3 separate regions of the Mus musculus genome follow, and all the other regions are linked to region 1. Evidence: chromatin contacts called from public Hi-C data. All regions are on one chromosome and are shown on one strand. Each heading gives the region's core, a stretch centred on a gene start, on an enhancer-like site or on the middle of the called end of the contact. The rest is flanking DNA. Distances are from core to core; before and after follow the strand shown.

What was found. A called contact is a pair of places that touch in the nucleus more often than the background predicts.
Region 2: a Hi-C map of bone marrow-derived macrophages shows a contact between it and region 1, with 21 read pairs. The contact joins the promoter of Zfp827 here to the enhancer-like site in region 1. A contact is called at or near these places in 1 of 39 promoter capture datasets (the SN4741 cell line), 16 of 484 Hi-C or Micro-C datasets (CD4 T cells, CD8 T cells, CD8 central memory T cells and 12 more), 13 of 115 datasets of contacts at active chromatin or transcription factors (bone marrow-derived dendritic cells, craniofacial prominence, embryonic forebrain and 8 more) and 1 of 9 other capture datasets (adipose tissue).
Region 3: a Hi-C map of bone marrow-derived macrophages shows a contact between it and region 1, with 1.8 times the contacts expected there. The contact joins two enhancer-like sites. A contact is called at or near these places in 6 of 484 Hi-C or Micro-C datasets (the AML12 cell line, Th1 cells, bone marrow-derived macrophages and 2 more), 2 of 115 datasets of contacts at active chromatin or transcription factors (CD8 T cells and bone marrow-derived dendritic cells) and 1 of 9 other capture datasets (bone marrow-derived macrophages).

The regions. Positions count from the first base shown.
Region 1 is chr8:79,270,869-79,275,970 of GRCm38.p6, forward strand. Mmaa (methylmalonic aciduria (cobalamin deficiency) type A) reads right to left here. Exons shown (of 7, transcript NM_133823.5): 4 at 3,236-3,406; 5 at 22-107. Among named protein-coding and RNA genes, the nearest start is that of Mmaa, 22 kb to the right of the region's middle. Within about 2 kb of position 2,408, at least 5 of the 459 cell types and tissues checked have an H3K27ac peak or open chromatin away from gene starts, as enhancers often do. A contact at or near this core is called in bone marrow-derived macrophages, where this site is marked.
Region 2 is chr8:79,025,611-79,030,712 of GRCm38.p6, forward strand. Zfp827 (zinc finger protein 827) reads left to right here and starts at 2,827. Exons shown (of 15, transcript NM_178267.3): 1 at 2,827-3,119. The coding sequence starts at 3,077.
Region 3 is chr8:79,141,250-79,146,351 of GRCm38.p6, forward strand. The region is part of intron 8 of Zfp827 (zinc finger protein 827); the gene reads left to right. Among named protein-coding and RNA genes, the nearest start is that of Gm30271, 58 kb to the right of the region's middle. Within about 2 kb of position 2,657, at least 36 of the 459 cell types and tissues checked have an H3K27ac peak or open chromatin away from gene starts, as enhancers often do. A contact at or near this core is called in bone marrow-derived macrophages, where this site is marked.

The DNA of each region.
Region 1 (5,102 bases), core at 1,158-3,657:
CCAAAGCACCAAAAATCTTACCTGCAGTTCATCCCCTCCTGCTGGTGGCAGCAATAAAACAAACATATCGACCATGTCAGCCACAGCAAACTCCGACTGCCCTACACCTGGAAATTTAAATCACAACTTTATTTAAAATACTGTTTTTACTTTTTTCCAATTTACTGGCTCATTTACATTCTATTTCACTTAATTCCTCATCTTCATGGTCATAGATTTATGACCTGTTGCTATAACTCAGCACCCACGACTTGATAAAGACAAAAGCTCATTTGCTCAGGGATCTGCAGAGTGGCAAATGCAAGTGCATCTACACAGACAGCATCATATGGGAGACAGGGCAAGCATGCTGACGCAGGAGTCTCTCCTGCTTTCACAAATGCCATTACAGAGGCCTCATGGTCATCACCTTATCTACTCCTAATTAGTCCCCAAAGGCTATTAGCATGAATTTAGATTAAGTTGCTAGCACACCCTCCCGCTTCTCACCAGGTCAATGCTTTGGATGGAGACCCTCCAGACTTCAATTCTCTCTGCTTGTAAAGCTTTCTCTTGGTGTCTCTTTCATCAGTAAGTGGCTTGAACACAGACGGGCTCTAGTCTAAAACCACGTTTGCCACTATGTTCATCTCTTTACGACTTTTCACCTTTATGCAAACTCCCAGTTCTTTTCTCTTTAAACATTCTTGGAGAGACCTCTTAATTGCAGACAAGTACCACTGAAGGGTCTCATAACAGCCATCCCCGAGGGAGCCAGAGAGGAAGCTCCGTGGTCAAGGGCACTTGCTGCTTTTGCAAAGCCAGCTCTGTTCCTACATTACCTAGTTAGTGGCTCACAACTCTAGATCCAGGGGATCCAACATCCTCTTCTGGTCTCTGTGGGTAACAGGAACACACAGACATACATGCAGGCAAAACTTATACACACACACACACACATAGAGAGAGAGAGAGAGAGGACAGACAGACAGACAGACAGATGGGAAGGATCTAAGTGTCTTCAGTATTTTTCATGCACTGTTACCAGGGCACCCACATCACAGAGGAGACTAAGGAAGTACTTCCCTCCGTGGAGGAACAGATGCCATCCCAGCCTCCGCCAGGTCACCCACTTGCAGTTTCCTTGGAGCAGTCATGCTAAAGAGAGCTCCCTTCCATCCACTTTCCCGAAGCCTCACTCAGCCACCACAGAACCTCTCACTTTCTCTATATGGTCAATTTTCTGGAAAACCTTACTTGATGCTCAGTGCCTATGTTTTGATCCACACCCCCAGCTCAACGCTCACCTGGAAACTCTCTATTTGTTGCAGATACTTCTGGTGCCTACTTCTGTCTGTTTTCTCTCCTCACCCTAGAGTTCAGTGTACCAAGTCAAACCGACATGGTGAGGTGTCCTGTCAGGCATCTGAGCAGAGAGTGATAGTAAAGGTAGGCAGAGAGGGACTGCAGGCAGGTCATCTGAAGAAGGCACGTCAGCCGGGTGTGCCTCTTCCCTCTCCTTCCTTCTGTCTGCCACCCAGTGGGACAGTCAGAGTTCCACCAGTCACCTTCCAGTCCTGAGCAACCTTGAGGCAGACTACATGTGAAGGATGGAGGCATCCTGAGGACTGAAGGTGTAGAACTAGATTTGTTCTCAAGCACCTGCCCCAGGGCTTCTTCACTTACAAGACAGCAACCCTCTTTTATCTGAGTCGCTGTTATCATGAGTCTCTAGGACAAGCAGCCATACACAACTCTGAGATAACACACTTGGCTTTTATATTGCCCTCTTCTCTGACTCCTCTCCATTCAATCTTAAATGGTGGCTGTTAGACCTGTCTTCAGATCCATCATGGAAATTCCAGCACTCAGTAGAACTCAGATGGAAATGAGGCTCTACAGAGTTACATGAGGTCATGAGGATGGGGTGCTAACGAAAGGGAAGGAAGGCACCAGGGTGTGTAATCCTGAGAGCGTCCATGTGAGGGCACAACAAGGAAGCCATCTGCAAAAAAAGGGAGGAGAGCACACAAAGCAACCCTGCTGGTGCTGGACCCTCAGCTTCCAGAGCTGTGAGAGGCACATGGGCGTGGTCTAAGCTGCTCAGCCCCTATTTATGACAATAATCCTAGTGAACCAATATGGCTACGTTCTATTTTTATCCCCCACTTTCCTTCACTTAATGTAAACAAAATTTATAACTTGGTGTGGAACTATGACCCATGTTGTTAGGTCTGTATTTATCACCCAGTCTCCTAAAACAATGTCACGTGGACACCTAAGAAGGATGTCACAGCAATGTGTTCTCCTCCCTGCCATCTTCCACAGTGCTCTCTGCCGCTCTGGAAAGCTCCCTTCCTCCTCTCTTCCATGAGTCCTCCAGCTCACTGTCCATGCTTCTGAATTACTTCCTCCTCTCTGGTCCTGTTTACTTGATGTAGCAGTCACCATTTCCCTTCTTTGATTGACAGCATAGTTTAACTGCCTTCCACTTCCACTCTAAATGTTCTAATCATTCTTCATTCTGCTGTGGGGTTCCCTCCAAACGTACATGTGGCTTCCCTTGTTCTAGCTTCCTACTCCTTTCAGAGAAAATGAAAACTCTTTGGCAGGGCACATAAGGAAAACCTTCCCCTGGCCCCTGTTGCAAGTGTCTCTGCCCGAAATGCCGTGAGTGGCCTGATCAGGCAAGCTGCACCTCTCTGAAGGAGTCATGTTTGCTCACTGTGTCTGTGCAAATATGCTTCACCCCCTACCATCAAATCCCACCCTCCCTCCTCCAGGAAGTCTTCACTGATTCCCCCAAACACTGGTTTGGGTTCTATCATATACATTCATCACAAAGTAAACCAAAAGGTTGTCTCTCCGCAAGAGTGTGAAGTGCTGGGGTTTTCGTTTGATGTCCTGCACATGACTGTGCTACGGAGGAATAGCCAGCACCAGGATCCCATGCGTGCTGTGCTGCTGTGATTGACTTCCCACGGTCATTCAAGTGCTTACTAGCCTCTGGCACACGGAACATGTCAGCTTAGATATCAGCTCTGCAGACTCGGGGCTCACTTTCACCTTTTTCATGGCAGGCTCTTGTGAGAAGGGAACATAGCCCATGTACTCACATTGTCTGTGGGGCAATACCTTGTATCTAATTATAGTTCATATCTGCTGAGTGAACTAAATGAAGTCAGTTGTTAGTCATCTTTAAATAGCACTCATTATGAAAGTACATGACTCTTATGAAGTAGAGTATTACACTCACCGACGGTTTCAATAAGAATGATGTCATAGCCCCCTCCTTCACACAACACAATGGCTTCATTTGTGGTCCTTGTCACTCCTCCTAGAGTCCCACTGGTAGGAGAGGGCCTGATGTAGGCATTCATATCTCTTGACAGCTCAATCATCCGGGTTTTATCACCTAAGAGGGACCCTAAAACACACAGTTACATTTTACAATCACGGAAGAGCTGTACGAGCTAATTACCAACCAGCAAACTGCAAGAGGACATGATTTACGGTATCTCTTCCCAAGCCTGAGGTGTATGCCACATTACTGAGTTCTCCTCTAGCTCACTCTCTATCCTCATACTGAAGTTAGTAGTGGATCATTTCAAGCTCCTGGAAACCAACAAGGTCTCCTTGAATTGACCGGAAGTTCAAATCTAAGCCCTGGATGCTCCAGGCAACATCCCTACCTTACCTTCCTTGACCAATGTCGGCATTCCAGGCCCAAGCCAACCCTCTGGCCCAGCATTGTGTCTCTTCACTGCTATCTCCACATTAGTGTGGCTGTGTCCTTGCTGGTGTTCTACTAGGACATCTGGTATGTCCTCTTGTCACTAATTTACAAGAGGTCAAATCAGGGTCCTTGCTACTTCATTTTGGGGTGTTATTTTTACCCTCCCAAACCCTTCCTTTCTTACATAAATGGAATAATAAGTCATGCTGAGGTTCAAACGACATTACACAGGAATGGAACATGTGCTTCAAAACCTGGTAACATAACAGACCATATCTATCTTACATACACTAAAGTCTTTTCCTTCAGAGTCTTTCTGGAACTTTCTCATGACATGTCCTTTGCTGTAAATCTGTACAGTACACAGCAACTGCTCTGCAATCTGTTGACACCCTAGAGGACATAAGAGAACTTTGGTGACCCTCTCCTTTCCCTTTTTACCAAGAACAGGCTCTCCTCCCCATTGTCGCATTTTATCAGCCTTATGCCAGTCTGTTACTTCTCCCCTCACCGCCATGGCGCGCACCGGGATGGGGACTTTCCTACAGCACATCTCAGGTTCACAGCATCTGTTTCGTTTCCTTCATGTGATGGTTTCCAACCAGGGTCCGTCCCTCACCCACCCCACAGGCATCTGCTGTATCTAGAGATGGCTTCACCTGTCACAAACGGGGCAGGATGCTACTGCACCACCATAGGACAGTCACCACATACCACAAATCGCTGCCACCAACGAAGACTTGCCATCAGTGTCACCAAGTGTCACCAGTACCAAAGTTGAGAAAAATTTGCTCTAGCTACAGCATTCCCTGCCTATGACCTTATCCTAAAGCTACTGTACACTGAATGCTAAACAAAGTGGTTACTGTAGTACTCAACTGACACCCAGGAAATGGACTAGTTATATTTTTTGAATTAATTGTAGTATTTGAGCAAACAGCAATACTTTAAATTCTGAAAGCATTAAACCCTTAAACTACTACCTTTTCCTACTTCCTCTTTTTGTAATTAAAAACATATTTGATTTTATCATTTTTAATTGTGTGTGTGTGTGTGTGTGTGTGTGTGTGTGTGTGTGTGTCTACAGGTAAGTATGTGTGCAGAAGTGCAGGTGCCCGTGGAGGTTGGAGGTACTGGCCTCTTAATTTCCTGGAACTAGTGTTATAGGTGGTTGTAAGTTACCCATTGTAGGTGCTAGGAACTGAACTGGGTCCTCTGCAAGAGCAGTGCTCTTAACCTTTTGCCATACAGTTACATACAAAGAATGGGGATAGTCTTACCTGACCATTTACACTCACCTAAGGGCATTTCCCCACCATGAGACAGCGAACACTGAGTTCCTTAAAGGTATGCCATTTTCCTTTATTATTCCACATAGGCACTATTC
Region 2 (5,102 bases), core at 1,577-4,076, 240 kb before region 1:
TATGTAGTATGAAAAGACCAGTGAATCAAATACAACATTTGAGTTTAAGAATCCAAACTGATTGTTCCTGGCTATATGTACCCAAACATACTATCGAATTTTGATTTTGAGTTTTGTTGTGATGATCTCCAGGCCTTATCTTCCTAACATTTAGATTGCGCTAACATTCCAGCAATTAGGGGTGGCTACAAATGACCTTGAAGCGGTTTGTCTACTGTTCAGACACCAACATGGGATTTAAACAGAAGAGGCTCTGTTTATTTCTATTTCCCATTGTTATGTATTACTTCAAATAATTTTTGGAAAAGGTGGAGGTATGAATAAATTCCATTTAAAATGCTTTTGGCTGTTGATGGAACACCTATATAATTAAAAGTCGACAGCTTTTGCCAGCATGCCTTTAAAAGGTCGCAGGAAATGTACTCAGCTGGAGGAAGGGCCAAAAGTGTGTTTTCAATTACAGTGTACTAAGTACTGTGAACGGTCACTGCAGTTTCAGGAAAAGGTGGTGCTGTGTCCATTTGGAGTTGTGATCCTGATGTCCTAGGTAAAAGTTCTGAGAAAGCTGTGGTCGGTCTCATGATCAATGTGTTTATCTCTCCTTAGGCACGACAAGCCCACAGCAGTCTGCCTGGAACAGACGTGCTTCAAACCTCATGCACACACAGTCCAAGGCACGGCAGACTGGTCTTGATCGGAGTGAACAATCTATCTCAGATCATTACACAGGGACAATTTAACTGCCTCTTTTTGTTTGCTAGTTTTTCTTATTTTGAGAAGGAGTCTCACTCGTAGCCCTGGCTAGTTTGGAGCTTGCTTTGTAGACCAGGCTGGCCTCCAATGGGGACCTGCCTGCCTCTGCCTCACCAGTGCTGGGATCAAAGGCACTGGTCACCATGCCTGATTTTAACTATCATTTAAAAACAATTTTTTTTTTGTATTTTGGAATTGGTTTAAGGTTGATGTTCCAGTTTGGATATTGCACTGTTTCAGAAGGCATTTAAACCTGCTTCAAATAGCATTGCAACCTTGGAGTGCCAAGTATGTTGGTAGGTATCAGCAAGAAGGGGTTCATCTTGAGAATTCACTATTAATGAAAGCCATCTTTTGGGAGACACAGTCTCCTTTACAGTTTCCTAGTGAAAACAGTATAAAGCTATTGTCATTTAAAGGAAATGTAACCAAACCTAACCCCAGTGGCTCTCTTTAACACCACTGGAGACTTCTAAGTCTCATTAGTCACTCATGTCACCTGATGGAATGCCATTTTAAACTTTTGTGTCTTCACTATGCTCCACCTTCTGATGAAAACATCTATTAAAAAATTGGTAGGAAAATATTTAACATAATAAGATGATGAGTCGATTTTTTAAACCTCAAAAGGGAAGATGTTTAAATAATGCACCTTTTTATTTTTTAGCTCTGACTCATGACATATAATGTATTCCACCAAGTTCAAAGTTTCCCCTTACAAAGAGTTTTATGAAACAGCTCTTCTTCAGACCAAATTTTTTTTTTTTTTTACTTCAATTATAGTAGCAGATTTTGGAGTTTTAAATCATTAACAACCTCCCAGTGAACTTGTATCCACATGGCTTACAGTCAGAGAGAGAGAGAGAGACCCGTTCCCTTCACTGAGTACCTTTTGTGAGGCGACGCATCCTTTTCTGTTTTCCCTCTTTATGTGTCTCTTTGAAGCAAGATGTGTGATTTCTAAAGTAATGAAAGTATATGGCTTAATGAAGACTGCTGTATGAGCTCAAACTACACACTAGAATTGCTTCAGGGTAAGGCTCAGTTACCTGTGTTCTGGGGAGGTGGGGGGGGAGGCAGGGAGTGAATCACAGAAGTCAAGATCACTGTGTGCACTGTAGGAATAGACCCGTGGCAGTTGAGTCAACCCTGGGGGGCGGGGGGTGACCTAATCTTATTTTCCCTCTTTATCAAGAACCTGTAATTTTAGTTTTGGCTGAATTTTCAAGTGTTAACTCCACCGGACCCTCTAAAATTGGGTATCCATGCCACCCATCCACTGATCCCACCCTATGCTATCTTTTCATTTTTTTTTTTTTTAAAAAAGATTTATTTCCATTAGGCTGTTTTAAGGGAGTATGTGAGAGTCTGTAACGTCCAGACTCAAGGTGATGGGGTGAGAGAGTCAGTCTTTCAGTTACAAAAGCCTGGGGAATTTTATACAGAACCAAACGTAGTTTAATACACAAAAGAAAGTGGTTAGTGCAACCTATTTCCTTAAAAAAAAATCTGTAAAATAATGTTTCAAGAGCGGGGGGGGGCACTTTTCCACCACCCCCCTTGATTGGGCGACTAGCGGGATAAATTCGAAGAAGTCCATCCCACCCCCGCACGCGCGCCCCCCATGCTTTCCAGACAGAGCAGTTGTAAATGCTAGGCTGAGTCCGCCCTGAGAGCCTTAGGGCACCTTCCTCTTTGCTGAGTGTGTGTATGTGTGTGTGTGTGTGTGTGTGTGTGTGTGTGTATGCGCGCGCGCGTGTGTCTAGCTCTCGCTCTTTCCCTCAGTCTGTGCCTCTGTGTGTGTGTGTGAGTGTGTGTGTGTGACAGAGAGAGAGCGCGAGAGGAGAGCGAGAGAGCGAGCTGCGAGCTGTGCTGCCGCCGCCGCTGCCCTTTGATCCCGACATTAGTGTTAGGGGCTCGGAGACACAGCGCGCGGCCATAGACACCGCCGCACCGGCGCTCATTTATTTATACCTCCCATCACACGCGAGCACAGGACACACACACACTCACACCTATTAGATCCGTTTCCATTGAAGAATATTACGCTCGGGGACAAGCCAGGTGCACGACCAAAAAATTAAAAAAAAAAAAAAAAAAGGAAAAAAAAAGAAAGAAAGAAAGAAAGAAAGGAAAGAAGAAAACCCCTCTTCTGGCTCCAGGAAACAAGCTTCAACCCATTGCACACACCGGAGAGAAGGGGTTTCCCCCTGCCCGCCCCCCAACTACCTCCCCGCTCCTGCCAGTGTCTGCCTGTCTGCCCCCACGGGGGTTTATTTGATCTCACATTAACCAAGGAGGAGAATGTGAGAAAAGGGGGAAAATGCCCAGGAGGAAGCAGGAGCAGCCCAAGCGCCTTCCCTCACGTAAGTCATCCCTTCTCCACCTCCTCTCGTGCCATTTTCTCGCCCTCCCTCTCCTCTTTCCCCTCCGCAGCCTCCGCCGTTGTTTTCTGCATTAGTTTAGGGTTACAGAGGTGAAACTGACAAAGACACAGCCCGGGTTACTCCTCGTTTAGGTCTATGCCGAGGCAGCCATGTTGGTGATGATCAGCCCCGTGCCCTTTCTATTCTCTCTCTCTTTTTCTTTCTTTCTCTCGACCCCCTCTTTTTTTTCCTTGGGATCGGGCTTTTCCCCCCTTTCCCTCCCCCTCCTCACTCCGGTTTGCGGGGGAGGGGGCGAGAGGAGGGAGGAGGGGAGTAGTGTGGATGCCGGGTTTTTGTCGCGGGTGGGGGGAGGTGGGAGAGGTTGCAATCTTGGAAAAAAAAAAGAAATTCCGTGTGGATCCCGGTGCACAAGGGTGCGGGGTTGGGGCGCGCGCAGGGCCGAGGCCGTGACATGGCGATTGGGGGTGTCGGGGCGAGGGCGCGCGGCCGCCCGCCGGGCTGGGGACCGGAGAGGTCGGTCTCCGGCTAAAGGTTGCGCCGGGGTGGGTCGGCCCCGGAGCCGCGGGCAGCTGGAGCTGGAGGCGGAGGTGGAGGCGGTGGCGGAGGGGAAGGCAGGGGCGGTCGAGGAGGGTGTGGGGGCGCCGGGGGGCGCGGGTGGCCGATCGGGGGGCGAGGCCGGGCAGCCGAGCGGATGTGGGGTGCGGGAGCCGCGCCGAGGCTGAGGCGAGGCAGCCAGGGCGGCGCGCGGCGCGCGAGGTCCCTGCAGAGCCGAGGGGAGGGCGGAGCAGGGCTCCCGGCCGCAATAAAATGCGGGGTCAGGCGGAGCAGACAGAGCCGGGGCGACGCGGGCTCGCAGACCCCCCTGCCCCGCCAGCCCGAGCAGAGTCCGTGACTAAAGTGCATCCCAGCCCTCCTGGCCCTAGCCACACACGCCAACTGGAGACTCGCGCCGGGCTGCGCGGCCGGGTCCCCGTCCCCTCCTCCACCCGCGCCTCGGGTCCCTCCGCGCCGCCCTCCCGCTTTTCTTTGCGAGACTCTTAACTTTTCCCCCACTCCCTCTCGGGCTCCCCCCTCGTCCCCCCACAAGCTCTCCGCTCGGAGTGTTCCGAGATGCTGCTGAAGCTAAAAGTGAAGGAGAAAGAAGCAACTAAAAATATCCCCCCCGGGGCCGCCGGGCTCCTTGAATGCAGGGGAGAGGGGGCAGGGGAGAAGGCGTGGGGCGGGGTGGCGGGAGGAGGGGACGCGGGAGGCGCCGGAGGGAGGGGTCGGGGGAGACGGAGGGTCAGTTTCTCCTCTTCCCCCCTCCCGCCCCCCCCCTGCTCAGCTCCCCTCTCCGGGGCGGCTTGGCGCTGCTCGGAGCCCGATCCTGCAAAACCCGGGCTGGGGGCGGGAGCGGAGCCGGAGCGCCTGCCCGCGCGGGTGTCAGGCCGACGTGGTCGGTCACCTGAAGTTCACGGAGGGTGGGGGAAGGGTTAAGGTTATGGTGTCTCGGGTTATGTGTGAGCGTGTGTGTTTCCGCCGCAGACGGGCGAGCGCGATCGATCTCTCCTTCGCGAAATCTCCGCGGCGGTGCCCACGCGAGGGGTCCGCAGGGCTGCTGTGGCCCGGGCGGGCGCGGTGGCACCCGGAGTGGCGAGCAAGGGCACGCGCGGGCAGTCTGCTCCGCAAACATTCCTCTTTTCTTCCCCCTTCCCGGTATGCAAGGAGTCGACGCACAGGGCTAGGGTTATGCTTTTTTTCCCCTTCCTTTAGGGAGGAAAAAAAAAAATGCCCCCGTGCAGTCCTTTCTTCGCCTGCCCGCTAGAGGTTCTGAGGATAATATCACATATGTAATATATATGCACATAAAATCACTCGCAGGCGGCTGCGAGTGTAGGAAAATTTTGTGCGAGGAGGAGAAGGAGGCGCAGTCGGGGCGGGCGAGGCGGGAGGCTCCGCGCTGCGATTCACAGAAAACTCGCA
Region 3 (5,102 bases), core at 1,407-3,906, 130 kb before region 1:
GCCGTGGTTGTTGCCAGTATTTCTAAAGCGACTTCCCTGAGAACCAGACCTGACATTCTCACTTGCTGTGAGCATCTTCGACTGAGGTAACATCAGGGATCCTTAATGATCATGAGATAAAGGTCATTGTCACTTTCTGTCAGAGTGGCATGGGAACATGGGATCCCCTAATGCCATGTGTGGATGTACCATGAGTGGTAGGGCTTCGAGTGGTGTTTGTACAGAGGTGTGAAGGGGCTTTCCTGTGAGGTGTGAGATAGAAATCTCAGGTGTGTGTAACAATGGACTTTGTCTAATATCGAATGCCTAAAGTCGTGAGAGATGTACATTAACAGAGGGAAGACTCAGGCGAGGCGTTTTCCAGGGGAAACCATCAAGGTGGTACCTGCCTCTGGTGTTTTCCCGGCATCTTGCAGTGGGCAGGGGCCATTAAGGAAACGCCTCGGGATTGCCTGGAAACAATGTGGTGCTTCAATTCTGAGTTATTATGATTTTGAAATCGCAGCAGGGTTTGCTCTGCATCAAGCCAAAAACCAGAAACACAGCCAGAGTGGGTGTGAAGGGAAATGTGGGTCTCCGTGGGACTCATCCGAGGCGTTGGAGTCTCTCGTGCTTCTGTTTGTTATTTCAGATGGAGCCTGGAGTCAGATGATGTAAAACATTCGTAAATTCCTCCCTCCCCCCATTCTCTCTCACAGTAAAAAACCATTTTGTTGTTATTTGTTCTACATCTGTAAGAAGGGAAAGAGTAAAGAACATTAGCAGCGCCCTTCCAAAAAGATGCGTTTCTGTGTCAGCCGTGGGGAAATTCAGTTTCCTCCTAGCTTGGTGTGACAGGCAGAACCGGACGTTTAGTGAAAAGATTGTTTTAGAAATCAGCTGCTGGCTTTGGAGAAACGGTGTCATCAGTGTGCCTACACATGAACCTGGACTTGGGTTCTGATCTTCAACACCCACATAAAAGCTGGGTGCGGTGGCATGGGTCTATAATCCCGGTCCTGTAGCCGTGGAGCAGATCCCCAGAATTCGTTGACCAGCCATTCTAGCCAGTGAGCGCTAGGCTCAGTGAAGACCATTGCCGCTACAGCTGCTACCACCACCTCTAAACAAACAAACAAACAAATAAGATGGGGCGCAAGAGAGGGAAATACAGGATGCCAAGTTCTGACCTCCACATACATGTGCACACATATGCCTACACACCTGCATACACATGCACACACACTGGGCACACACATGCTACACCACACAGAGAACACAGCAACACAGACAAATAAAAAAGAGGGAGGGAGAGATGAGAGGAAGAGAAAAGAGAGAGCGATTGATCAATTGCCCACCCCCCATCCAATTCTGGATCCGTTCTCTGCTCCCTACCTGCTGTCAATCCAAGTTAAGCGGTCTATAAGGTCATGTACTGTTGTGCTTTGTCTCTTACATGCCCCCCAAAGCACCATGTGTTGAAGATTTAGTTTCCAGTTGATGGCACTCTTGAGAGGTGGTGAGAACTTCAGCGACTGAAGTGACGCTACAAGAAGGACATTGGTTCACTATTGGATCCCTGCCCTAGTCTTCCCGGTCCCCCACCCCTATGAGGAGAGCAGCTGTTTCTCACCGTGATGCTCTCTGTCTATCTCACTGGAGGACCAAAATGACAGCACCAACGAAACATGGACAAAATAGATCTCTCCTCTCTATAACACGTTTCTCTTAGCTATTTTGTCACAGGCTCAGGAAGCTGTTAACACTTTCTAAACTCTAGGACATTGCATGGCAGTACCACCTGCAAGTCACCCTGCCTAACACGCTGCTGGCCAGATCTGAAGGGTTCCTTGAGACAGTTGGTTGAAAAGATACACTCTAAGCTATGTGCCCCATTCCTCTGCATTTTCAAACCTCATGTGATTCCAGGAGACAGAGGGAGGCAGAGGACAGACAGAAATACAAGTGTGCCCTGGGTTCTAGCAGAGAATGTCCTCAGCCTTCTCAAATGAAGTAGACTCTTTAGATTTGGCCAAGTCATAGACAAATAGCAGAACATGGGGTACTGGCAAGACCCTCTTAAAAAAAAACGTTTTGATGAAACAGATTCTTCCTGTACAGAGAAAGCAATGGATATCAAGGATCTCCTCTGCCAGGTGTGGGTGATGTCTCCTCGCACCTGGCTGTGGGAGCAGCTCGCTGAGACGTGGGGATTATCACCGCCATACAGGTGATTGGTGGAGGCTCAGAGACTATACAGTTCATTCCAGTGATGGAGTTGCTGAGTCAGTGCAAGAATCCAAAGCCAGATGTGTAGCCATGTGGGAGCCAGGAAACAGAGGAGTTCACCTCCCTGCCCCAGTTTCAGCACCGCACGTGTGAAGGATGTCCTGTGCCCAGGCAGAACTAAATGTAGAACGCTATTAAGATACTTGGAGGAACTGATGTGAGCTCTTACTGTTGTCAGTAGAACTCTAGTTTCATCTTCTTCCATCTCCATCTTCCCTCTTTGCTTTAAGTGCCTAGTAATGCTGTAGTCATTTGCAATGTGTCTTCCATTTGGGACTTAGGTCATCACTTTGTTACTGCTACTACTATTGCCGATACCACTACTGCTTATTGTCTGATACCAGTGGTTGAGCCTGGAGCCTCATGCACGCTAGGCAAGCCTTCTAGAATGAAACTCCAACTTCCACAAATTTGAATGCCTCTCCTGGTTTGAGGAAGTGGTTTTCTAAAATTGTGCCCTACATTTCTGTTTAAAGCGTGTTGACAGAACTACTGAAATCTGCTCAGAGGGCAAAAGGAAATGCTGTGGGCCAGGGTTCAGCAAAACTAGGGCTATCCCCAGCCCAGTTTCCAGTAGGAAGAAGTTAGAAGGTCTCCAGGCTCCTCCTAGATCTTGTTCAGCTCAGAGTTCTGCCGTAATCAAGGGTGCTGTGACACTGGCTAACCCTGGATAATCAAGGGTGCTGTGACACTGGCTAACCCTGGATAATCAAGGGTGCTGTGACACTGGCTAACCCTGGATAATCAAGGGTGCTGTGACACTAGCTAACCCTGGATAATCAAGGGTGCTGTGACACTGGCTAACCCTGGATAATCAAGGGTGCTGTGGCACTAGCTAACCCTGGTTCCCTTCTGTTCAAAGGAGTTGATCTAGGTGAATTCAGAGTCTACTTGTGGTGCAGGGGTTGGTGGGAGCCTTCTCCCCTCACTGATTGCTGGGAGGGGAGAAATTACAACCGTTATTCTTGAAAGTCACAAAGGTGGGTTGTGGTGTTGACTAGGAGGAGCAGAGAAGATCATTTAGGAAGCTGCAATGTCCCATTTCTCATCGGGCTGCTTGTGTGCACATACTGGTCTGTGGGAATTCATGGGGCTTAAAACATCATGTCTACCTCTGTCGGCCACTTGGCTTACTTAGATGGCAGTGCTATGTGCACGTGGAGAGGCCGTCAGTGGAAGTGCACATTCACCTCAGATTTGACAGTGAGGAGGACAGTGGCAGTAGATTTCAGCCTTACCACCTGTCCCTGGTTGGTTGTTGTCAACTTGGCACAAGCTACAGTTATCTGGGAAGAACCTAATCTGAGAAAATGCCTTCATTGGGCTGGCTGTAGGCAGTGCCTCCATCGGGCTGACTTGAAGGCAGTGCCTCCAGCGGGCTGGCTGTAGGCAAGACTGTGTGGGCATTTTCTTGACTGTGGTTGATATAGGAGTACCCAGCTCACTGAGGGCAGTGCCCTCCCTGGGCATGTGGTCCAGGGTGGTATAAGAAAGTACGTCGAGCTCTCATGGGTCACAGAACAAGCAGGGCTCCTCATGGCATCTGCTTCAGTTCCCGCCCCAGCTCCCCTGAATGAAAGACTGCAAGCTGTAAGGTGAAATGAAACCCTTTCCTGCCCAAGTCGCTTTTGGTCATGGTCTTCATCGATGCAGTTCAAAAGTAAGGAAGACACAAGCCACACTTCGCAGGCCATTCCCAAAGCATTGAGCTGCTGGCTCGGAAGGGAGCACATGGAAGTCACACATCCCCTGCCTGCTGTGCTGCCAATCTGGAAACGTCCACACCACATGCAGCTTTTCTTCGGGTGCTTCCGAGATTAGCCAAGGCTGGGAAGCTGTTTCTTAGAGGGAGAAAGGTTTACAGCCACGGATTGTCTTCACCTAATGTTGCTAAGGGCAGAAGCTGTGCATGCATGACTAGCGCAGCTGTGCCTTGCCAGCTGGCCGTGGTCAGTGTAGATGTATTCAGAAGAGAACTGTCGATCCCATTCAGTACTATGTGCAGAGAAAGGTCTTTCATTAGTCCTTGTCAGAATGGTGTCCAACTTAGCCCTTCTCAGACACATCAGTAATAAACAAGTTAAAGTGTTGGTTTCTGTAAGAGAACAATGTGCGTCCATGCTGTACAGGGGTTGGGGTGGGGGGCAGTAAATTCTCTAAAACAAAATTCACATACAGTTCAGATACCTGGCCTGAGGTACCTTTAAAACCACAGCAGATGAAACTTTGGGCAATCGCATGCACTTGCACTGGTAAGACGGGGCGTGGCTTGAGTCACTGTGACACTCATGTCTGTACCTGGTAGAAGATGACAATACCCAGGAGCCCTCGGCACCCAGTGCACAGATGACCTTCTGAGGGCTGTGGCCTGAGAGTGTGTCCTCTGAGTAGATCGAATACATACGTTCTCACACGCAGCATTCGGGACACTCTGTGGCTCCTGTGGGGGCCTTCAGCTACATTTTTGCCTTCAAAAAGACTATTCAGATGCCCCGAGAATGAGTAGAGCTATAAAAGCCAAATTCTTAAATCTGTGTAGCAGATAATGAAAAGGATTTGTTTGCAAATTGCAATGCAGTGACCCTGCTCAAGTTTGAGACTGGCTAATTCAATCTACAAGGCCTTTTTTATATATACACTATGTCCTTCCAGTCCCTTTGCTATCAAAAATACATAGTCTCATGTCACACAATTTCCTCTCTGTGTTTATTCCTTTTCAGAGCAGCAACTGCCGTCTAGTACCCAGGGCTGAAAATAAAGAGGGGGGACAGTCTACTCACAAACTAGACCATCTATTTTCAGTCAAACAAACCCATTCTGTTTTCCATTTGTAG